Linked DNA regions of Mus musculus: region 2 is linked to region 1. A link is a contact called in public Hi-C data. All regions are on one chromosome and are shown on one strand. The core of a region is the stretch at or near the end of the contact, and the rest is flanking DNA. Distances in the headings are between cores, read along the strand shown. Region 1 has its middle 40 kb from the start of Gm51794. Region 2 has its middle 42 kb from the start of Gm31471.

Region 1 (6,998 bases), core at 2,439-4,938:
CCACAGGGAACCCTCTCACAGTCTGAGCACTTCCAAGCAAGCAGACATGGACAAGTACTGTGAGCACCAATTTATGAGGGTGGACTTCTAGAACTTTCCTAAACATACATGCTTTGAGATGAAAACATGCAGACAAATGGCATCTCCCCCTACTTCTAAAACTTGAAATTTATAGTCCCTTTGAGTTATGTCTGAGGAAGCTATGAGACTATGCCCATTGTAAAGTCTCAGGGTGCATATCTATATTCTGCATAAATATTTAAACAGAAAGTTTAGAATGCCTCTCAGTCACCATAGAGGCAATAAGCTATAGCACTGTACAGCTTCATAAAGGAGGCAAGCCTTGTGGTTCAGAGAGTGGAGTTCTGGGAGCCACAGAGCTGGGATTTACGTCTCTGGCCTTGAGATATTGATTTGGCCTCCCCGTGCTTCAGTTTCATCTGTACACAGGCTAAGTCCAGTACCTACCATTTACAACTGTTGTAAGGACTTCAGTAAATCAGTGGTTCTCAGGATGTGAATCATGACCCCTCTAACAAACTTCTATCTCCAAAAATATTTACATTTTGATTCACTACAGTAGCAAAATTGCAGTTACGAAGTAGCAAAAAAATGATTGGGGGGGGGTGGACACCACCACACAAGGAACTGTATTAAATAGTTGCAACATTAGGGAGGTTGAGAACCAGTGCACTAGATAATAATCGATTGGAAACAACTCTCTCTCCATTATCAGCACATAAGTAGTCAAATATGTATTTAGGTATGACTTTCATGAGCTGAGAATTTGGTTGAAGATGAAGAACATTAGTTCCTTCTGTATGGACTGGCTACTTCATTAAACCTTCTAATAATTTTCTTTCTCTTTCTTCTTTATAGATTGGGAACTATGTTTTATGTATACATTTTTATGTGCAGGTGTGTGTGTGTGTGTGTGTGTACATGCTTGTGTGCGTTTGTGTGTAAGTGCATGTGCACATATGCATGTGCATGTATGTGTGTGCATTTTTGTGTACATGTGTGTGCATTTGTGCATGTGTGTGTGCGTGTGTGTGTGTGTGTGTGTGTGTATGTGTGTGTACAAGTATGTGTCTGTGGTCTAGAAATCAATCTCAAATAGTGTTCCTCATTATACTACCCACCAAGCTGAGTTACAATTTGTTACTCAGCTTGGAGCTTGCAGATACCACTAAGCTGACTAGCCAGCAGCTAAGCCTGAGGGATTCCCCCGTGTTACCTCTCCAACACTTAGATTACAAATGTGCACGCTCAGCTGTTTTTTGTTGTTGGTGTTGTTTTGTTTTGCATGGATTCTGGGGGTGAAGCTCAAATCTTCATGTTTGAGAGACAAGCACGTTATCAATTGAGCTATCTCCTCAGAACCAAGTTTGGTTTATGTCCCAAAGCCTTCTCCTTATAGAAAACACACTCATTTCATTTCACTCTCAGCATTTGGGTTTTATTAACTGTCAGTCTTCTTCAGTTGTGTTCCATGTTTGCACTCGGACGAGCTTACATCCTGATGGTTTTATTAGCCTTCTCTGTTTTACCTAAATCTAGTCTTCGGCTCAGTTTTAAGAGACCATTTTTCTTTTGTCAGTAACTGGCTGAAATCAAGTCCTTATGATTCAGAGGGGGCAGAAAGGGTGGGAAAATATGTGAATGACTTCTCCAGTGTGGTGGGAACCTGGAGGGAGCACTCTTTGGGGAAGCCAAAAAGGCAGAGTTCCGTTTTACTTTTTTCTTGGCAACATAGTCTCTGAGAGTCTGATTGTCTTTGGACTCCCTGTTTTGGGAGCACAGAATTGGCCTGGGAACATGTTCATGCCCAAGCCATTTCAAAGGCTCTCTTCAAACAACAAGGACTCTGATTTCTAGTTCTCAGTCTTTCTCGGGGTAAAATAAAATGTGAAGGTGCATCTGTCCCAAGTCCCTGTCATTTGTCCCTCATGCCCCATTATTTGTTATGATTTTCACAGAGACTGTTCTTATCATTGGCAGCATGATTTACAGGTTCAAGGATCGCCTCAAAAGCTGATTAATATTCCCTCTAGATTATCAGTTTACCACTGAAATATATATATACTGCATTTTACTCTGATCTAGATTGATTAATCTATCTATCTATCTATCTATCTATCTATCTATCTATGTATCATCTGTCTATCTATCTATCGATCTGTCTATCTATCTATCAATCATCTATCATCTATCTGTCTGTCCATCCTATCTATATTTTGGTAGAAATTTCCAGGGATGCTTTAATATGCTATTAGATCATCTACAGCTTTACACTGTTTTTAGTATTGTCTTTTTCCTCCCACTGACCAGCTCAAAACAAAAAAAAGGAAAAATAATGGCAATGAGCTGGTGCTATATGCTGTAAAACCTCTAAGTGCTCTGGTCTGTTGGCACCCAGTATGCAGTGGTGTTATTTTTAGCCTTACTAATGGTATGACCCCCATATGTTGGCCACCCTGTTGAAACAGGATGTTGCAGTTGGCAGATCTTATGGGAGAGTTGAAATTGGATGTGATTGAGAGGATTGGAATCCTGCTGGAAAGCTGGCTCTGAACTTCAGCTCTGTAGTCATGATAGCCATTGTTGAGATTTGTCACCAACTAGTCCCTGTGAAGCATGTAGAGGTGACTAGCAGTCTTAGTTTAAGAAACAAGAGAGGAAGCCAGACCATCAGAGTTAAATCAAATACACTTTTCCAAAGTGGGCTGTGCAGGGAGACTCGCCTCAAGGCCACATGAGAGACCCATAGACTCATTACTTATTTAAGACCCGAAGCCTCTTCTGTGACAACCACAGCAGTCTCAGAGGCCCCAGCCTCCCCCTAGCCATCTCCTCATTTGCTAACCCAAGACTATTCTCAGAATTCCCGAAAGTTCTCTGAGACAAGGCTGGAACACTTACAGATAGGCCAGGTAAAGGACAGAGGATGGCATAGGCTATGGATGCCACCCTCCACTCAGAGCTCATCTCCTCCCCTCTTCCTAGCTCTGATCCAGCATTCCGACTGCCTGCAAGCCAAACATCACCACCCACTGCTTTCTGGTTCTCGTCCACAAAAAGCCTGTTGACACTAGAGAATAACTTTCTACCATGCAGGGAAGCTGTCTTTACTCATAGGGCATGGCTTTTCCCATGACCTCTCACGATAACCCTATCAGAACACTGTGTTGCTAAATGGATGGGTAAACGCAGTGTCAGGAAATTATTTTACTGGTTATTATAATAATAATATTGGTTGGACAAGTGTGCTTAGGTGTGAAGAGACTGCTTGAGGTCTTTGCTATGGTACAGAATGAGCAAGACAATGTTCAAGAGCCACTGGCAACCTGAAATGTCTTTAGGAGAGCATGCTGACTGATGCTCAACGGGCACACTGCAGATGACGCTGGCATTGCAATAGGTGCTGATGATCTTTCTGGAGTTCTGTGTCTGGTGGCTGCTGTCTGGTGACCACAGCTGGGTCACAGCTGAACCACTGTCCAGAAGGTTCAGCTAAGCATGTGTCCCTGGGGATGTGGAGAACAAAAGAAAAGAAAGGTCACACTGTTTGACAGAGTGGATTCTGGCTTTGCCTGACCAGGAGGCAAAAGACTATCTCACAGTTAGCTGCTCACAGTGTGTGTGTGTGTGTGTGTGTGTGTGTGTGTGTGTGTTACAAGCTGCGTCTCTCAGCCTTCAGCATTCCTCTTTTAAACCCAGATTCCAGTACCCCATGTTCAGCTCAGTTGGTTGCCAGGAGCCCTCCCAAGAGAAACAGCTGCTTGTAAAGAGAAAACATGCACGGCTCTGGAGGGTTAGACTTTTAGAATCTGCCGGCCTGATAACTTCCTGTCCGCTTATGAAAGCAAACAACAGTAAATCTTCTCTCTCCCAGCTCGGTTCCTGGCTGATCCTCTCCCAAACTTGGCTGTGTGCAGAGGTAAAGAAGATAACAACCAGCCCACAACAACTCAATTACAGATGCCGCTAATAAAATCAGGCCTTGACATTAGAGCGCGCACACTGCTTATCATCAAGCCACAGTCAAAACACGGTCGAAAGACAGGGTGCAGATGATCTCTGCTTAGGACCCCTGAGGTGTTGCTCTTACCTTGGCCCAGTGTTGCTCTGACAGAAGCCACTGCTGACTTCGATGTTATTAATTTACCACAATTAATTATCCCATAGCTAACATCCTTGGCAGTCTCTACTGTGTCTTTTTTACAAAGGTACAAAACTATCAGCACAGTTTATAACTAGAGGTAACTTCCTTTCGGAAAATGGGAAATTATATTAAAGACAATGGGATGGAGTATGTTGTTTGGGTTTTGAGTTTGAAAGAAATAAGAATTAAGCTTTGAAACATCTTTGTGTGTGTGTGTGTATGTGTTCTTATTTCTTTGTGTATCTGTTTCTTCTCTCTCTCTCACACACACACACACATACATATGTGTGTGTGTGTGTGTGTGTGTGTGTGTGTGTGTGGTGTGTGTGTGTGTGTGTGAAGTTAAATCAAAATAAGAGTAAAAAGATAGACAGACAGATAGATTTACCCAAACAAATGTCCTTTTATTTTTATTTTGAGATAGGATCTCATGCAGCCCAGACTGGCCTCAAGTTCACTATGCAGCCTAGGATAAACTTAAATTTTTGATCCTCCTGCCTCTGCTTTGAGTTCTGGAATTACAAACATGCACCCCCACACCAGTTTTGTGCAATGGAGGAGATGAAATCCAGGGTACCCATGCTAAGCAGACATTTTGCCAACAGAAAAGGGTCCCCAGCTCCCTAAAGAGAAGTTTTTTCATTGTAATTGCTGTCGTTGTCATTCAGTTCGTGGATTTTCCTCTGGAAAGACTTCTCTAAGGCACAGAGGAGATGTCTGTTGCTGCTGAAAGTGATCTTGAGTGACATCAAGTCTAGTCTCGTCTGTTGTTTCTCACATTCCTCGATAAACGTCTTCACCTAGGAATAGCTTTTCCTTGACTTGAAGTTTCTCATCACTGCTGGAGAATACATAGGACTTCCCATGCCACCAATCATCTGCCTGACACAAAACAAACAATACTAGATATAGCAAAGGGCAGAAGTGTACGGAAGGAAATGCTTTGCCTCAACCATAGGTGTGAAATGTATCTGATGACTACAAACACACGGAGGAAGGGTCTTCGACCTCCAGAGACCACACACACTTCCATGATGAAAATAAGTAAGTAAATAATAGATGGATAGATAGATAGATAGATAGATAGATAGATAGATAGATAGATAGATAGATTATTTTGAGCTAAGGAGATAGCTCAGCGATTAAGAGGATGTGTTGCGCGTGCAGAAGAGCAGGTGAAATTCTTAGCATCCATGTGCTTACAACTTGGAGTAGACCAACCTTGACCAATTAAGACAAGACTTACAACTGCCCTTCCTTCCAATTCCAAAGAATCCTGTACCCTCTTCTGGCCTTCAGGGCCATGCCGTGCATGTATGTACATACAGGCAAGCATATTTTTATACATAAAATAACTGAAAATCTTTCTAAAATTTATTTGTAAATTTCAGTTTGCCTTGCTATATGCTTGCTAGTCCCCAAAGGAACCACATAGTTTCTATTATTCCATTTATACATTCCATGAGCATTTAGTGAGCCCTTCCTTTTGGGAGCCTTTGTACGAGGTATGCACAATGCAGATGGCTTCTGCTAGAAATGAACTTACAGTCTTTGAGGGTAAAAACAGTTTCAATCTTCTAGGTATAGTGAGGCAGGCCTGTAATTCTAGAGCTAGGGAGGATAAAAATAAAGAGAATTTTGAGTTCAAAGCCAGCCTGAACTGTGTAGCAAGACTCTATATCAAAAAAATTAATGATAGAAATAAACCATATTCATGGTGAAAAGTCCTCATAAGGAAGACAGCCAAAGAGTATCTGTCCCTGGAGACATAAGGTTTACTTCGGTCAGTTTGCTGTGGACTTCAGTGTAGTCTCGTATAGTTGGAGGCTCAGCATGACTGGTCTCTCAGAAGCAGTCTCCCATTGGCCAAGCAATCACAATAACTCATACAAAGCTAAATTATTAATTCATAATCAGAAATAGAATCATCCAAAGATATGACTCTTAAGTACCAAGCCTCAGCAGGCACTTCTATCTTCTATCATCACAAGACTACTTGATGAGCACAAAATAGAAAAAAAAATGCTGCTTATTGAAAGACCTTGGGAATCTAATTATATTGGGCTAAGGTACACACATCCTTCCCCTGCAGAGGACAGACCTGATACCATGATGGCACCAGCCAAAGCTTTATGTAAGAACACCTTCTCCAGTGGACATGGGCACGCTCAAGTTTGGTCTACCCCAACATGCAATTCAGATACATTTGAGAGTTGCCCACCCAGCCATGTTGACTGGGTGGATACCAGCTGCTGTGTTCAGGGTTGGCCACTTCAAGGATGAAAAACTCAAGTCTGAGGGATACACTGGTTTGTGAGACCTCTATAGTTCAGCTGATAAAGTGTTCAATGTGCATGTCAATAGTTCAATCTATAGTTGTATGTAATGCCAGGAGCCATCGTGGCTCATGCCTATAGTCCTGGTGCTAGGAAGTCAGAAGTTCACAGTCACCCACAGCTCTATAGCAACTTCTGCAAAAAAAAAAATAAATAAATAAAATAAAATAAAATAAAATAAAATAAAATAAACTACAGCCCTTTTGAGGCATAAATGTATGCGTGGTCACCGGCATCCAAATCTTGAGACTCCCCTGCATATGTTTAGGTACAAACAGAGCAGGATGTTACTCATGACATGAGCTTGTTTGTTTAAAGAAGGAATTACTATATCTTTATAAAAATGTATTTATTTTCATCCTGGGTATGAGTGCTTTGCCTGCCTTTATATTTGCATATCACAAGCATGAGGTGCTCACAGAGGCCCAAAGAGGAAATCAGAAGCCTTGGAACTGGAGATAGAAATGGTACAAGCTGCCTCATGAGTGGCATGAGTG
Region 2 (6,727 bases), core at 2,538-5,037, 770 kb before region 1:
CACGCACCCATTCCCAGATTGACTGGAACAGGATCATCATTTCCTCCAGGAAGGCTGGATCCCACTGTTAACGGGTTGTTCCTGCTCTGGCAATTAGACAACCCCGAACAGCACATCCCCACTTAATAATCTCCTGACCCCTGAGCTGGAGCTCACCCTCAGCCACCTGTAAGGGCACATTATTATAGAGCTTGGAATGTGTAAGCCAGTGGTTCTCAACCTTCCTAATGCTGTTACCCTTTAATACAGTTCCTCGTGTTGAAGTGACCTCCCACCATAAAATTATTTTCATTGCTACTTCATAACTGTAATTTTGCTACTGTTATGAATTCTAATGTGAATATCTGATATGCAGATGGCCTTAAGAGATCTTTGTGAAAGGGTTATTCAATGCCTCCTGAAGGGGTCATGACCTATATAGCTTGAGAACTTCTACCTTAGCCTAAAGAGAAAAAGAAAAGATCCCTAGAAATTATCACAAGAAGAGGATATGTCTGGTTTTTCTTCTTTACATTATGCTAAATTTTATTGAAAATGTGTTTGCAAAATGTGTCCAAGATAATAGGTGTTTCTTTTTAAGTGTGGTAATTCAAACATGATTTGCTGCAGAATATGGTTCAGTATGACAACTTGTGGATAGTCTGCAAAGAAAAACTGTCACAGTCAAACAAGATGAAAATGACTCCTGAAAAAAAAAAAACCAAAAAAAAAAAAAAAAACAAAAGAAGGAGGACAAAAAAGCCAAGGAACAGACCATCACAAGGGCAGAATAATAGGTGAGTCTTAGAGGTGTGGAGAGATTAGGAGGTGAGAGGTAATCAGAAGACCAGGAGGAGGAGGTGCCTTGATAAAGTGCTTGTGACAGTTAGCATTCTTGAAAAAAATATTTCTCTGAGTATCCTCAAAATGCTGATCGTCCAGCCCCAGCCTCTCCAGTGCTGGGATTCCAGAAATGCAAAGAACTCTCTCGCTGTTCTTCCCGATACTGATCCCCTTGCTTTGGTGCCCTGGGCTCCTGGTTTTGTGTTGTTATTACTGTTCATTTTGCTTTGTTCGTTTGTTTTTCCTTAGCATTTTATTTTTTGGCATAATATTGTTGTCAAGGTTTGCACATTATGCACAACTTATCATTATTCTGTTTTAATTAGCAACTGTCTCACTGCCTCAACATATCACAGGATGCTTATCCAGTCTTTAGTTGAGGAGAATCTATGGTTTTGAACTCGTTAGAGACCATTCTACAAGTTTTTCTGTGACTAAAATGTTGGAGTTGAATTTTGATTGGTTGGTTTTGTAAAGCAAGTAGAAGCCTTCAGGGAGAAATAAGCCAATTCAACAGTAACCACAGAAGACGTTATACCAACTTTGAGTACTGGGTAGAACAGCAAGATATGGTAAAAGAGGAATCCAGGAAGTTCCTTGATACAAGCAGATACACACAGAACATTTTACGCAGAGTTAGCATAATGCACGTGCTTCCAGACTAACGAGGAACATTCTCGAAGATAGGTCATATGTTAAATAATTTTAAAGGCCTCGATAAATTTAGAAGAATGAAGTCATAAAGGATATTTTCCAACTACAATAGGATGAAATCAAACCTCAAGGATAGAATCTGCCAAATTTGTAAATAAGTGGAAACAAAAGGACACCCCTAGAAGGTATTAGAGCTCAAACCTGCAACAAAAGGTTGAGGTGCCTACTTAATGTCAAAGCAGACCTGGCTACCAGGTTCTCTCAGCATCACTCAGTGCATACCTCTTGCAGGGCCCTCCTGGCTGGAACACATCACCTTCTTCCTTAAACTTTTCTCCCTTTTATCTACAATAAACTCGCTTCTCCATTATACCTAAGAACCGCCATGTTTCTTTCTTCTTTTGTTTCTTTTTATCATTCAGTAGTTAAATGATAAATAAAACCAGGAGGTAGAAAATCCTTAAAATGTTACATACCAAACGTGGAAAATTTGACTAACACTATGACATTCCACTTTACAAAACTAGAAAAAGACAAACAGACTAAAGTCATGAAAATGGATTATAGTTTGGTTTTTATTTTGTTTTGTGTTTAAAGTCGACAGTGACTAGTTGGCAGGGATGAAGTGTAATTGTGATCTTTAAATTTGATGTCAGGTGTGTTAGAACTGCTGCGGCCATTTAAATTAAAAAAAAAAAGGTGAGTTCCTTAAAACGTTAGGCACAATCACCTAATGATTCCACATATATCACACACAGAGAACTGAAAACTTGTTCAGAGACTGGAGAGACAGCTCAGCAGTTAAGAGCACTTACTGCCCCTCCAGAGGACCTGAGTTCAGTTCCCAGCACCTGTGTCAGGTGGCCACAACTGCTTTTAATATCAGCTGGGATGAGATAGCCTCTTTTGGTCTTCATGGGCATCCACACGCCCATCACATAATTCTTACAAAGTCTCTCTCTCTCTCTCTCTCTCTCTCTCTCTCTCTCTCTCTCTCTCTCTCACACACACACACACACACACACACGCACATAAAGAAGGAAAACATTTTTTACACACAGAAAAAAAAAAATCTTGTAGGAGTGTAGAAGTGTTGATAGCACAGTATCTAAAAAGTCGAAAAACCTAAAGTCTCCTCAACTAAAAAAACAAAGGACAATCATTATATGATATATTCATATAGTAGAACATTTGCCAATGAAAATGCAATAATGATGAACTTGTACAATGTGTGAAACCTGACAATATTATACTAAATAGAAGATATTAAACAAAACTGTCATACACTATCACACTTACAAATTATGATCTAAAGCAGCAAACTCACATTGACTATTTATCAGTGTTTGCTATATGCAAATGGAAGAAGTAATACAGAGTGATTGGTACTTGATTCAGGACTCCTTTGGGAAATGTTTCCAAATTAAACAGTGGTAATGATTGGAAAACCCACTCTAAAGGCTATACATTATGGAAGGTACAATGTTGTTCTAGTTTTCTGTTTGTTCCTATGATAAAATGTTGACCAAAATTGACTTGGGATAGAGAGGCCTTATTTGTCATTATCAAGGGAAGCCGGGTCAGAAGTTCGAGGCAGAAACTTAGAGGCAGGAACTAAAGCAGAAGTCATAGAGATATGCACCCTATTAGCTTGTCCTCTGCCCTCTTCAGCTGTTTTTCTTACACAGCTCAGACCCTCTTAGATAGGTATGGCACCTGCCCAAACTGGGCTGGGGACCTTCCTACATCAATTAGCAATTAAGACAATGTATCACAGATGTGGTCACAGGCCAGTGTGACCTGGCAGTTCCTCAAATGAGAATTGTTCTTACCAAGGGACTCTGTGTTACATCAGTTGACAGCTGAAATGGACTGTGACAATTGTATTTTTAAAAAATAACAAGGCAAGCTTGCCTTAATTATATCATGGACCCTAGAGAAGGCCTATGCTGCAACTTACCTAACTAGTGTAATTTTTCTAAATGCTTCCTGAGTATTTATCTTTCTACCCATACAAAAATGTAGAACTCAGAAAAGAGGCTTCTTTATGCAGCTGACAAACGCTACCACAAAAATCCACCACTTGTCAAAATGCAGGGAGCAATAGACTGTGGGTTTCCCATCAAAAACCAATACATCTCCAATGCAAATTCTACACCTAAGTCTCAAGGAACATACTGAGACAGAAAGCAGAAAGATTATAAGAGCCAGAGGACAAAGAACTTTGCTGTGTGATAGTATCTTCTATATATGACAGGAAAGCTGTACTCAACAATGTCAACAGTATCGTTACCTAAATGAGATCTGCACAATGACAACACCATTTGAAGTGCCAACATGGATGGGGAAATCGCACAAGGCCTCAACACTAGATGAAGAGCTGCAGGCAATTAAGGCCAAGAGGCAGAGTAAGTTTTCTCTAGAGATAAGGCTCCTCAGAGCTTATCCAACCCTAAACACAAATACATATGAACATAACTAAATAAACTTACCGGGATATATATGTGTGTGTATATATATATATATATATATATATACACACACACACACACATATATACATGTGTGTGTGTGTGTGTGTAGTGTGTAGTTTTTGTTACCCTGCTTTAAGCTACATGTGGGCTGCACTACCAGCCCTGCTCAGGTTCCCTTGGATCCACTGATGAAAGACACACACACACACACACACACACACACACACACACACCAGTTTATTTCTGATATGCTTTACCTCAATGGTTGGGCTCCTCTAAGCCTTCCTCGGCCCTTCTTTTAACTCCCAGCTCAGCACCCTAAACCTGTCCTCAACGTTAGTTGCTCGGTAACCTTTAGTCGCAGCTCAACACCATAAATCTACCTTCAACTTAGCTATGTTTCTAACCTCCCTCCTGCTACCTGAGGCCCAGTCAGGGAAATGGCCAATGCCCACTTCACCTGAGATCTTACATGACTGGTGGCTTTTTTTCTCTGAAGCATAGGGAATCTTTTTCACCTCTCCCGCTTCTGCTAGCCTGTATGTGGGAAAAGTGGAAGTCCTGCCTATTCTGCCCAGCTCATTGGCTGCTAGCATCTTTATTGATTGATCAAGAACCAATTGGGGAACAGGATCTTCAATGTTCACATGAAGATTCCCAATCAAGGCATCACAACCACTATATATATATATGTGTGTGTGTGTGTGTGTGTATACACATATGTGAAATATATATTTTATATGTAGAGGTCTGTTTTATATCGCAGACATTTCCATAGGAGACATTACACGTTTATCTTTACTCACCAAAGAAAGAGAAACAATGACAGACCAAAGTCACAGTTGCACCAGTGAGTGGTTTGGTAAACTGCTGACTGTATTTGGCTGACTAGTGGGAGTACGGGTAAGGAAGTAATTTACAGAGAGCAGGGATAACTCAAAAGCAGCTGCAACCCAATCTGGGTGATGACGGTAAAAACTGCAACGTTAGGGATCTGTGAGCAGCTTCCAGTTAGTATGAACTTCACCAGTACAAACTTTGTTCCACAGTTTGGCTGGTCAGAGTCTCTCTCCCCAGTGATGGTTTGTTCCCTCTTACGCTGCTAAGGTTGGGCCTTGTTTTAGTTTTGGTTTCCATTGCTGTGAAGAGACACCATGACCAAGTAAATGCTTATAAAGGACAACATTTAATTGGGGCTGGCTTACAGTTTCAGAGGTTAAGTCCATTATCATCATGGAAGGGAGGCAGACATGGTGCTAGATCTTGATCTGACTGGATACAGGAGAGGCTGTCTTTTCCAAACTGAGTGGAGGTTGAGCACCAGGAACCCTCAAAGCCTACCCCGAAAAGTGATGCACTACCTCCAAGAAAGCCACACCCATTCCAACAAGGCCACACCTCATAATAGTGCTTTCCATGAGCCAAGCATATTCAAACCACCACAGGCCCTCAAGAGTCTTCCAATATTTTTTGTTCTCTGGCAGGTGTGACCCTTTATTTACATCCAGAGACTCCAAGCCTCCCCTTCCCTTCTGGAGGAATTGGTTAATTTGGAAGTAGTTTGGGAACTAAATTAAAAATAGAATTGAGAAAAATTGTAGAACCATTAAAGATGCTAAGTAGCCAAAGCACTCTTAAGCAAGAATGAAGCTGGAGGCATCACACTAACTCATGACTTCAAAATATACAAACAAACAACAACAACAGAACAGCCGGACACAGTGCTGTATGCTTGTAATTCCAGCTCTTGGAGGCAGAGGCAGTAGGATCAGGAGTAAGATAAGGCCAGCACAGGCTACATTAACCAGTTCAAAGGCCATCAGAATACATAAATGAGGCTCTGCCTCAAATAACCAAATACAAAAGTGTGTTTGTGTGTGTGTGTGTGTGTGTGTGTGTGTGTGTGTGTGTGTACAAAAACATCTATAATAACTCAATGGCACTGGTTTTTAAAAAAAGATTCACAATCTATTTCATAGGCCAATGAAAGAAAATAAAAACCCCAGAAATTACCTCACCAATTTGCTGCCAACTGATTTCCAGCAAAGGTACTAGGAAGAATATACAACAGGAAAAAGATAATTTTTTCCAACAAATAAGTCTGAAAGGTGGAATGTTCACATGTAGAAGATGTAATTAGAGCCAGGCATGGTGGCGCATGCCTTTAAGAAGCAGGCGGGTTTCTGAGTTCGAGGCCAGCCTGGTCTACAAAGTGAGTTCCGGGACAGCCAGGGCTACACAGAGAAACCCTGTCTCAAAAAACAAACAAAAAGAAGAAGAGGAAGAAGAAGAAGAAGAAGAAGAAGAAGAAGAAGAAGAAGAAGAAGAAGAAGAAGAAGAAGAAGAAGAAGAAGAAGAAGAAGAAGAAGAAGAAGAAGAAGTAATTAAGCTGTAAATTAATCTACATACAAAATAACCCCCAAATTAAATTAGAGAGCTACACATAACCAGGGATGGGGCATGGGATAGAAAAATACACCAGATGAGAAGACTTGAAATTGTTAATATTTATCTGGGCTATAGTTTATTTTGAAATGAGAGCAAAATACAACAAATAGACAAATAGGATTGCATCCTGCAGTAAAGTTTCTGTACACAGAATATAAATCTTCAAAAGAAGTAAAGGGGTACAGTACTGTATGGAAGAAATTCTGCAAGCCACATGTCACAGAGAGACTTGATATCCAGAAAGATGTAAAGAACCTGTGCTATTGAACAGCAAAAGCCAAGACTCCAAATGGAAAGTGAGCAAAACCTTACAGAAATATATATATATGG

Evidence for each region. Hi-C and Micro-C count contacts between places; a contact is called where the count stands out from the background.
Region 2: a contact with region 1 is called in a Hi-C map of the N1E-115 cell line, with 7 times the contacts expected there. The contact joins two enhancer-like sites. A contact is called at or near these places in 3 of 484 Hi-C or Micro-C datasets (the N1E-115 cell line, cortical neurons and nephron progenitors).

Annotation. Positions count from the first base shown.
Region 1 is chr10:8,965,286-8,972,283 of GRCm38.p6, reverse strand. No RefSeq gene overlaps it. Among named protein-coding and RNA genes, the nearest start is that of Gm51794, 40 kb to the left of the region's middle. Within about 2 kb of position 3,688, at least 56 of the 459 cell types and tissues checked have an H3K27ac peak or open chromatin away from gene starts, as enhancers often do. A contact at or near this core is called in the N1E-115 cell line, where this site is marked.
Region 2 is chr10:9,737,506-9,744,232 of GRCm38.p6, reverse strand. No RefSeq gene overlaps it. Among named protein-coding and RNA genes, the nearest start is that of Gm31471, 42 kb to the right of the region's middle. Within about 2 kb of position 3,787, at least 2 of the 459 cell types and tissues checked have an H3K27ac peak or open chromatin away from gene starts, as enhancers often do. A contact at or near this core is called in the N1E-115 cell line, where this site is marked.